Linked DNA regions of Mus musculus: all the other regions are linked to region 1. Evidence: chromatin contacts called from public HiCAR-type data. All regions are on one chromosome and are shown on one strand. The core of a region is the stretch at or near the end of the contact, and the rest is flanking DNA. Distances in the headings are between cores, read along the strand shown.

Region 1 (3,355 bases), core at 84-2,583:
ACCTCAGTAGCAAGACATTCTTGGCAAACCAGGAATTTTTGCAATGGTTGATAATTGCTTAGGCAATGGGTCCTTCAGACAACGAGATCAGAGAAGACATTCTGGTATTCAGTAATTGACTTGCCAAAAGGCCTTTTTTTCGTAACAATCAATAAAAGCACAAGGCTACCCGAGTTCAGTCCTCAGACTACTCCACCTTGCAAAACCTTACTAGGTTGGCAGTGTCTCTCTTTCTTAGATTGTCCCTCATAAACTGGTCTTTTAACTGCCACTATTTGTTTCTTATAGTTTAATAAAAGGCTTCTTCTAGCCCATGCATTTTCCCGTTTAGATCTGTGCAGTAAGCTGGATCAAATGTATACAACATTCTATACCTAGCAAGCATGATTACACGACTCTCCCACAAATACAGCTTTTCCACCTGCTTCCCTACAAACGAAGTAGCTACTCCCCTGGGACTTTCCTGATAAATCGAATGAGACTTAAAACCGAAGATAGCATCGGTTAAATTCCTTAACATTGTTCCTTCTCCATCGATATTGAGGAGGAAAAAGCTATAGTTCCTTGTTAAGTTCTCAGTTCTAGAATCAAGTGTGTACAGCAAGAGTCAGTTCTTAACTAGGAACCCTTCTCTCGAGGGCAGTTACACAGTGCTCTGGTTGCTCAGAAATTCAAATACCTCCCACCTCCGGGAACCCCGAACCAGTGACGTCACCGTGACCTCTTAGGGACTCTGCGGTCAGTTGTCACTAGGACTTCTCTAGCATCCAGGGGGTCCTGACATCCAGGTTTGTTCTAGGCGTCTTTACAAGAACGATGTCCCCCGCCCCGAGGACTCCAGGCATCCTGGAGCCCTGACGTCTTTTGAACTCTTCTGGGCATCCTATGGCCCGGTCTCCTAAGTGCACCCTGCATGCTTGAGGCCTTTTCGTCCCTAAAACTCCTCAAACAGCCAAGACGTCCAGGATACCCTGGAGTATCCAAGATCCGGCTCTCTGTATCCACCCTCCACACAGCGTGCTTGGCCTTGGAGGGAGAGCCGAGAACCCGCAACATTGCCACTTGCTTGCACGCACGGTTCCCGGGCCGATGACCCGGAGCCCAGAAAACAGGGTGGCCGCCACGGAACCCGGAGACAGCTTCCCAGGCTCACCTTGTAGACAGCCACACAGGCTGATGTGCAGCCCAGGTGCACGCCGATCGCCGCCATAAGGCGGCGGAGACCACGGCAGCTCAACGAAGGACCCTTCAGCAGCTTCAGCTAGCTTCCTCGGAACAAGCCCATCAGGCACTGCGGAGACTTCACGTTCCCGCCCGCCTACTGCGTCCGGTCTGCTGCGCCGGCCTCCCAAGTCGCAGCCAATCAACATAAGGATGCCGCCTTTCATCAGAACGGTTAGCCAATAGTTTTAGCGCATCACTCCGCGCTCCTTGGGAGCCCGGCGTAAACGCCGGTCTGCTCAAGCTCAAGCCGGAAAGGCCCGGAAGAGGGTCATTAGCTCCTCCCTCTCCTGAGCGCCGTTCATCAGAGCCAATGGGAACGCCTGGTGAGATTGCGTCACTTGTTTCCTGCCTCTTTCCGGCTTCACGAGGCAGCCCCCACTACAGTAAGGAAGGTGTGGGTAGTTCCGGGTCCCAGGCTCAGCATGCGGTGCATCAGTCCAACTGCTCTGGTGACCTTTTGCGCCGGGTTTTGTATCTCGAACCCTGTGCTGGCGCAGGGCCTGGAGGCCGGTGTGGGGCCGAGGGCTGACTGTGAAGGTGAGCGGTGTGTGACCTGCTTGCATGGCGGCGACACCGCGCTCAGCCTAGCAATTGCCTAAGCAGCTTCTCCCGGCCCAAGCTGTAAATAACATTTCACCCTTCTGCTTTTGCTGTCATTATTAAGGTGGCGCAGAAAAAGGAGTGAAATAGGATTCGTATTAGATTTTGTGCAAATGGTCTCCGCTGCCAACTTGATTTTGTTGCTCCTAACCGAGGAGACTTGCTTCTCTGCTCAGAAGACATGTTTTGAGGTTCAAACTAATTGCCATTCCTAGGAGGTAAATAAAACATGGCAATACGTTAGGGTTGCTGAAATCAAAGACAAGGGTACGGCTGACTAGGACTTTATAGACAAGCTGCTTTACAAAGGAGCACATTAATTCCTAGAGAACGATAAAATAGACGCCTGTTTTCTTCTGTGGACTTGGCGATCATACCTTCAATTCCACCATCCCACCTGGTTTTGAGGGTGTTATAGTACCTAGGTTTTGTAAAAACAAAACAAAACAAAAAAACAGTGTATTTTGTAGAGGACTGTTAACAAGAGCCAAGATGAACAGTTTTGATAGTCCCTTTGGGACCACTGTAGCACTTCTTGTTTTATTGAAGTGATGTAAACATATATCTTCTCATCTTGAGAGCAGATGTACTGAACAGAAAATGGAGACAAGATTCATGTGGAATGGGCAGTTGAGTCTTATTGTAAGTAAATAGTATTAATAGTAGTTGGAGTCCAGCTTTCTATCAGCAATTATCAAACCTTCCTCTAGAAATTTAAAATAAGTTTAGATGTTATTTAAAATTTCTGTAGCTAAAGATACTGGTTTAACAGTTATAATTTCAGTTAAAGATCTCATCTTGGGCAAGCAGGATTTTATTATAGAACTTCAAACTATTTTGAAATCATTATAGATTGATGTATGAAACTACTTTAATAAACAAAAAAGGGCTGGAGAGATGGCTCAGTGGTTAAGAGCACTGACTGCTTTTCCAGAGGTCCTGAGTGCAATTCCCAGCAACTACATGGTGGCTCACAATCTGTAATGGGGTCTGATGCCCTCTTCTGGTGTGGCTGAGGACAGTGACAGTGTACTCACATATATAAAATAAATAAACCTTAAACAAAACAAAACAACAAAGAAAACCCTGAACCTTAAATAACAACAATGTAACACACACATTTGACATCACACCAATGCACACAAATGGGGACCCTTAAGTTACTAGCTCCATCATCTGTGCTGAGGTTATCAGAGACTAATCCAAGGACATCCAAGGGTTGAACTTGGGTTTCTCTGTGACTCCCGACAGTATTAGAATTTTTTCTTTCCTGAAGTCCCTGCCTTGATGACTTTGACATTGCCGCTGCTCTGTCTTTGCCTCCATCACGGCAAACATTTTCCAGATTTGTTCATGTGCTTCTCAACCTTTGGCTATGGCTGGCTTCTGTTTTTTGTTTCTTCCTTTCTTCCTCCCTCCCTCCCTCCCTCCCTCCCTCCCTCCCTCCCTCCCTCCCTTCCTTCCTTTTGATACAGGGTCTCACTATGTAGCCCTAAATGGCTTGTAACTCACTATGAAGCACACTGTCTTC
Region 2 (3,334 bases), core at 407-2,906, 520 kb after region 1:
GCTGGTAGAACTCAGGCTTAGAGATATGTAAGGACAAGAAAGGAAAATCTATGTATTACTCATTGTACCCAGTCTCGTACTGAGTACCAAAGGGGAGCAGAGCACTGTCCAAGACAGTATTCCATCCAGGGACCTTCAATGTGGGCTGGCTGAGAGCATAAAGAAGAAAGGACAAGGACAAGTAATGAGAAACCAATGAGAGATGGGCAGAAATGCTATGGAGATTCAAAGAGGAGCTCTTGGATGACAGGGGAACCAGGATAATTAAGTATTGGACCTCTCTCGAGGGGGTATTAGAGCCCAGGTTACAGTGTTGAGAAGAGTAGAAGGAACATGTATGAAAACCAGAGCACAATAAATTCCCTTTTGTCTTTGTGTAGTCTTTCATTTTAGTAGGAGGCTGGGTATCAGAGCTCATAGGCCCCATTTGTATACCTGTGAACACGTGTGTGTGTGTGTGTGTGTGTGTGTGTGTGTGTGTGTGTGTGTGTGTGTATGTGTGTGTATGTGTGTGTGTGTGTGTGTGTGTGTGGTGTGTGTTTGTGTGTGTGTGTATGTGTTTGTATGTGTTTGTGTTTGTGTGTGTGTGTGTGTGTGTGTGTGTGTGTGTGTGTGTGTGTGTTACATGTGGAGGCCCAAGGTTAACACCAGTTAGTATCTTCTTCAGTTGTTCTTTACTTTAAAGTCTGACACAATCTCACCCTGAACCTGGACCTTACTGATTCAAATAGGCTGACTAGCTAGCAGGCCACATGGCTCTTCCAATCTCCACTTCCACAGAGCTGTGATTGTGGCCATAGACTTGATATAGCACCATGGGTTCCAGGGGGACATGTCACAATCAGGTTCTAATGGACTCATGGCAAGTGGTTTACTGACTGAGCCATATCTGCAGCTCCAGAACACCCTCTTAGTAAACAGCCACAATGGCGTGGACACACTTCCAATCAATGCCTCCAGTTCTTTGAAGGAGGCAGTAGCTGTTAAACCTGAGACTTAAAAGCAGTGCACGAACTGCTCTGAGATGAAAGACATATACGGAGGGAGAAGCATCTTTGAATTTAAAAAAAGAATTCACTATTTCATATGAAAGCCAGGCTGTCTTTCCCCCTCAATCTGCTTCTGCATAATTTTAGTCTATTTTTCTAATTATGGTAACTGAACAAGAAAAGTCCCAACTGCTGTTCACATTCTTACAACTTCTCCTCAAGGAGAAAAAAAAATAATAACTTGGAAGTCCGTATCTGTGCCAGAGAAAATGGAACAAAGACAGGGTGTTAATTTTCTTTGTGTAAGTTGTCTTTGGCACATTTCTTTCCTTTCCTGCCCAAATAATTTTAAAAAGGAGTATCATTGAAGACCAATTAAAGGGATTTGGATGAGGTTCTGAGTTTGCGGTTGGTATCAATCAATTGTGCAATTTGGCCATCACTAGCCCTTCAAAAATGGCTACATTTAACTGTAGCTGAAGGAATAGAAATGAGATGGAGCCCTCTTTTGTCTGAACAACAGCTTCAAAGGGCTGAAAATGTGGGGGTTTCTTCATTCTTTGAATCAGAGGTTGTCCATTTGGCAAGGAGAAAATGTAGCCAATGTGCCTTGGATTCTTGGCCAGTGAATGCTGGCCCGCTACTTCCAACAACAGAATCATAATGAATCCAATAGAGAGGAAGAAAGGACAGCAGGGCAGGAGATGGGAAACTGGAGTTCGGACTCTGTGAGGGAGTACTGCGACTGAAAACACAAGCAGCCATATCCTTCGGTGTGCCTGTATCACCAGTCCTGTTGAGACCAGTCCCCTGGCATTTCTCTAGAGCTCGCTGGGGACGCCAACGGATGGTGTTAGACAACACTGTTGATGGAGGCTTCCCAATCCCCACTCCTTATTTCTGAAAGTCCCTAGTACAGCTGACTGCCTGTCTTTCAAGTTATCACCTTGCAAAAGGACTACTTCTTGGTTTTCTCTCTAGTTTTCTCTTGTGGTTAGCAAATTGGAGCGGTGTTCAGTGGGAGAGAGGGGGCTCTTCCTTCAGGTCAATGTAAAGCCTTGTTTCTGGGGTGTCTATAAGACACAACAGAGATTATGTATCTGTGCATTCTTTTTTAAGCTTATTTCTGGAGAGTGTATTCCCACCGAGGACCCTCCTCCTGATTGGCTGGTAGATCACCCTGCAAGTTTCTGTTCCATTATGATATGTTGACTTCACCCTTGAATATTATTTCTGACTTATCCTTGGGCTCAAATTAGGAGCTTTCTGATATTTATCATGTTCCTGGTGACAGTGGAATGCAAAAAATAAACAAAAAACACAATGTAGCAAAGAGAAGTATGAAAAGTCAGACACCAAGAATAAAAGAAAACACAGCCATTCAAGACCAGCTAAAGGGGATTTGAATGGGAGGCTCAGAGTCTGCAGTTTGTACAAATCAATAGTGCAATTTGACCATCAATAGACTTTGAAAGGCTCTTCCAAAATGGTTGCATTTAACTGTAGCTGAGGGTTAGAAATGAACTCCAGTGAAGAGTCCTCCTTTGTTTAAAAGCCTGAGCTTCAGATGACTGGGAAGTGGTTTTCCCCTTCAATGTTCAAACCAATGTTTGTCGATTAGCAGTGTGTACTGGTGACAGAGAAGAGTAAAAACATCTTCCCTCAAGCAACACTCTGTTTCAAGTGGTTTCCATTTTCTTGGACCCTGTGTCAGATAGGGATTAGAATCTTCTTAAAACCCAAAACAAATATCTTTATATAGTTATGAATTTCCTAAATTCTCAATCATTTTCTCAGGATCCCCCTTTCCTTCATATCCCAACCCCCTCCTCAGCACATACACATTTCTACAGGCTGAGAGTTTCAGATATATGAAATAAGCTGTAGCTTTTGGTTGGTGGTTGAATCATGTCACATTTTTCAAGAGCTGGATGAATGTAAGGTGAGAAACATGAACACTACTCCTCAGGCAGAGCCTCCCTGGGTGTTTGCTTAGTCACAAGCTCTTCTCTCCATCTTTTCTTATAGCAAGTACAGTTTCCTATAGCAGCCTGGTTTGAACTGTGGCTTAAATGCTAGACCAAACTTCTTTAGCCCTTTTCCATGTAGAAAATACACAGCACATTGTACAGAAGGCCCTTGTCTATAGTTCTTAATATTCATGGTTGCTTAAGCATTTCCTTCATTTACCATCAAAGCCATGCAGGAAGATGAAGAAGTTAACTCAGAGCACAGCAGAGGCAGGGGCGAGGCCCTACCCAGCTAGCTTATCCTCTGTGCTTAACAGTGGCAAGCAGATATCTGAGTTCTTTTGCAATGTTAAAAAAAGAACTATGTTTGCTGTC
Region 3 (3,224 bases), core at 314-2,813, 930 kb after region 1:
TGCCACTTAAGCCTGATTACCTGAGTTCAATCCCCAGGACCCAAAGGATGGAAAAAGAGAACAAACTTCAGCAAACTGTCCTCTGGCCTCACCACTGGTGCTCCACTTAGATAGATAGATAGATAGATAGATAGATAGATAGATAGATAGATAGATAGATAGATAGATAGATAAATGCAGTGTAAAAACTTTATCCTTATACTCAAGACAATCACAGAGTATAGTGCCAGCGCCAGGAACCAGAGACAACAGCAGTCAGATTCTTAAATCTAAAGGGACAGCTATGGCTGCAGCGTAGTTCTGTGGTAGCATTCTTGTCTACCATGCTTGAGGTCCCGGGCTCCCAAATATTGCAAAAACAAACAAACAGACGCAATGGCTAAAGGGTCAGGCACCCAGATCTCAAACTTTGGTTACACTTGTTGAAATAAGATCAAAGTTAATGTTTAGAGTCTCAGCTTCCAAGCATGGACTTCGATGTTAGTCCAAATTTTAAATGCTACTATATCAGCCACAGTGGGTACTGCAATAAAAGGCCACAGGCTAGGTGGAGGGATTAAAGTCAGAAATGCATGTCTCACAGGCCTAGATGATAGAAGTCCAAGAGCGGATGTAAGCAGGGTTATCTTTCCAGAGCCGTCTCTCTGGCTTGCAGCTGGCTGCATTCCTTCTGTCTTCATGTGGCCTTGGCTTTATATCCTCCTCCCTCCTCCTCCTCCATCCCTCCCCTCCTCCTTGCCTCCTCTTCATGGTCTTCTTTTTCTTTCTCCTCCTTTTTCTTCTCCTTTCCTTCTTCCTCTTCTTCTTCCTCCTGCCCCTTCTCCTCCTCCTCCTTTCTTCTACTTTTTCCTTTTTCTTCCTCCTCCTCCTTTCTTGACACTGATCCTGTTGAATGGAGACTCTGCCCCTATAACTTCATTTAGTCACCTCTTCAAAGGTCATTTCAGAATCCAGCTACTTTCTAAGACTCCATGATTTGGATGTTAACAGTGGATTTGAGGGGGTGGAGAAATGACTCCGGTGTGAAGAGCACTGCTGTAGGAGAGGACCCAGGTTCAGTCTCAAGTACCATATGAGACTCTTACAACCACATGTGGCTCCAGCTCCAAGGGATGCAGTGCCCTCTTCTGCCCTCTTTAGGCACCTGTACTCACATGTCCATACACTGAGACATACACACAACTTAAAAATGAAACTATTTTTAAGAAACAATAAGTTTAGAGAGGGGCAATTCAACCCAAAACCATGACCCTGGGTACATAATCTTCTCAAGTCTTAGAATCTACTTTGTTTTTTGATATGTAAGGAAAAGAACAAGCAGTAATCACATGTACAAAAGCTGCTGGGAAGCCAGGGAACAGCAGGGACGCTGCCTGCTAGCCTGCCCCTGGCAGTGCCGCAGCCTCACCGCACCATTTTTATAAGGACACAGTGGCTTGCTGTCTGGAATGAGCCATCCGTTTCTCTGTCTGAAAGTCAGTATTTCCCAGTCATGGGCTTCTCTTGTTCCAGCTCTGAGACACTTGGCAAGTCCACAGAGCAAGCCAAGCATCAGCTGGGTTCAGCCCTAGCCAGCTCAGACTTGAGTCATCACTCTGAGTTAAGCTTGTATCACCCACTCTAGCACTCTGTCGTAGCCACCGTAAGTTGTGGCTAAGGACTCCCAGGTGTCCCTGCTCCTCTGTGGCCACACACAGCAAGTCTGTATGCCTGCGACTTAAAGAACCTTTATGTACACTCTGACATAACTGTGTGGAAATCCAGAAAACCCCATAAGACTAAGCCCTCAGGCTGCTGGGAGCTCACAGAACAAAAAGACCAGGATGCTAACGGCATCTGAGGCCAAATTGCCTGCGCCACCACCAAACCCCAAGAACTTTACAACTACACGAGGAGTTCCCTTTGGCAGGCTCTCTGCCTGTGGCAGGGATCCCAGTGGCTGAGCTGTACCACTGAAGAAGCTCATTCAAAAGTTATTTCCTCACAAACAGCTTCCCTAGTCTTACATCCAGATGTGTTACTAAATAAGTGGTGACCTCCCAAAAGTGCCTGCAGAAAGGCTGATTCTTCTAGGCCCACCCAGCCCTGAAGTTACACTAGTCATCATAAGATGCCTTTTCTTCAATGTTGTGGTTATAGCCAGTACATTAGACCCTAGACTAAAGGAAAACGGTCATTGTCCCCATCTCCCAAGAGCATGCAGTCTAAAGAGTGAAATGTCAATCCAGTCAGATATATAGAGACGAATTTCTAAAAGTAGAAGCACTGAACCAAGAAGGGAAACAGCAAAGAGATAAGATTTTTAAGTCAGCCACCCATGCATGGTGTGTTATAGCTCAGAGTGCTTTCCCAAGTAAGAATAGAAAAGCCCTGCCCTGTCTTTCACAGAAGTTTTCAGACTACTGTATCTTTCCATCTTTTGCAAAATGTTCCCTGGCCAAGTTCTCATGGAGACCAAGAGATTCTCAACTGCTATGACGCAGTAGGAGAGGGGAAACAGAAAGGAGAACACTCGGGTTGGAATAGTAGACATGGGATCCTCTGTGGTTCTGCAAATGGACATGTGCATATTATACAAAAGGAATATAGTTCAGATTTTGAGATAGGGCCTCATGGTGTAGTTCCATCTGGCCACAAAATTATAATTCTCCTGCCTACCCTGCTTTGTGCTGGGATTACAGGTGTATAAAACTGTCTTCTTCCCTCTCCCTCCCTCCTTCCCACCACTGTGTGTGTGTGTGTGTGTGTGTGTGTGTGTGTGTGTGTGTGTGTGTGTGTGTGTGTGTGTTAGTGTCTGCATGTGTGTACATGTATATGGCAGACAACCTTAGATATCATTCCTCAGTTGCTATCCACATTGTAGTTTTGAGACAGGGTCCCTGGCTGGTTTAGACTTCACCAAATAAGCTAGATTGGCTGCTGAGTAAAACCCAGAGATCTGTCTATCTCTGCATCCCCAGTAGTGGAGTACAATGATCCACCACCACCTTCACCCACCTTCTCATTTCTTACTGGATGCAAGGGTGGCTGTCAGAGGTAGAGTACCTGGGAACCTATTGGTCAGAATGGAGAGATGAGATGGACCTCGGGTGACAGCATTGTGCCAGTGGGTAAAAGCCTGAAAGGTTCCCATTCGGACTGACAGGTTCCAGCATACAGTGGGATGGCTGAAAACTTGACCCTGTGACCCTCTGTAACTGTTACATATTGCCACTTGCTGACTT

The links. HiCAR-type assays count read pairs that join an accessible place to other places.
Region 2: a contact with region 1 is called in a HiCAR-type map of astrocytes, with 2.1 times the contacts expected there. The contact joins the enhancer-like site here to the promoter of Hspa14 in region 1. A contact is called at or near these places in 10 of 39 promoter capture datasets (the 3T3-L1 cell line, the HPC-7 cell line, HPC-7-derived erythroid cells and 6 more) and 1 of 115 datasets of contacts at active chromatin or transcription factors (astrocytes).
Region 3: a HiCAR-type map of astrocytes shows a contact between it and region 1, with 3 times the contacts expected there. The contact joins the enhancer-like site here to the promoter of Hspa14 in region 1. A contact is called at or near these places in 4 of 39 promoter capture datasets (embryonic stem cells, hippocampal neurons and liver), 1 of 484 Hi-C or Micro-C datasets (bone marrow-derived macrophages) and 3 of 115 datasets of contacts at active chromatin or transcription factors (astrocytes, forebrain and large pre-B cells).

The regions. Positions count from the first base shown.
Region 1 is chr2:3,511,481-3,514,835 of GRCm38.p6, forward strand. It overlaps Hspa14 (heat shock protein 14), which reads right to left and starts at 1,334. Exons shown (of 14, transcript NM_015765.2): 1 at 1,154-1,334. The coding sequence starts at 1,210. It overlaps Cdnf (cerebral dopamine neurotrophic factor), which reads left to right and starts at 1,585. Exons shown (of 4, transcript NM_177647.4): 1 at 1,585-1,761. The coding sequence starts at 1,647.
Region 2 is chr2:4,035,280-4,038,613 of GRCm38.p6, forward strand. It overlaps a transcript of Frmd4a not described here. Among named protein-coding and RNA genes, the nearest start is that of Gm52545, 5.0 kb to the left of the region's middle. Within about 2 kb of position 1,657, at least 17 of the 459 cell types and tissues checked have an H3K27ac peak or open chromatin away from gene starts, as enhancers often do. A contact at or near this core is called in astrocytes, where this site is marked.
Region 3 is chr2:4,444,283-4,447,506 of GRCm38.p6, forward strand. The region is part of intron 2 of Frmd4a (FERM domain containing 4A); the gene reads left to right. Among named protein-coding and RNA genes, the nearest start is that of Gm23691, 65 kb to the left of the region's middle. Within about 2 kb of position 1,564, at least 112 of the 459 cell types and tissues checked have an H3K27ac peak or open chromatin away from gene starts, as enhancers often do. A contact at or near this core is called in astrocytes and liver, where this site is marked.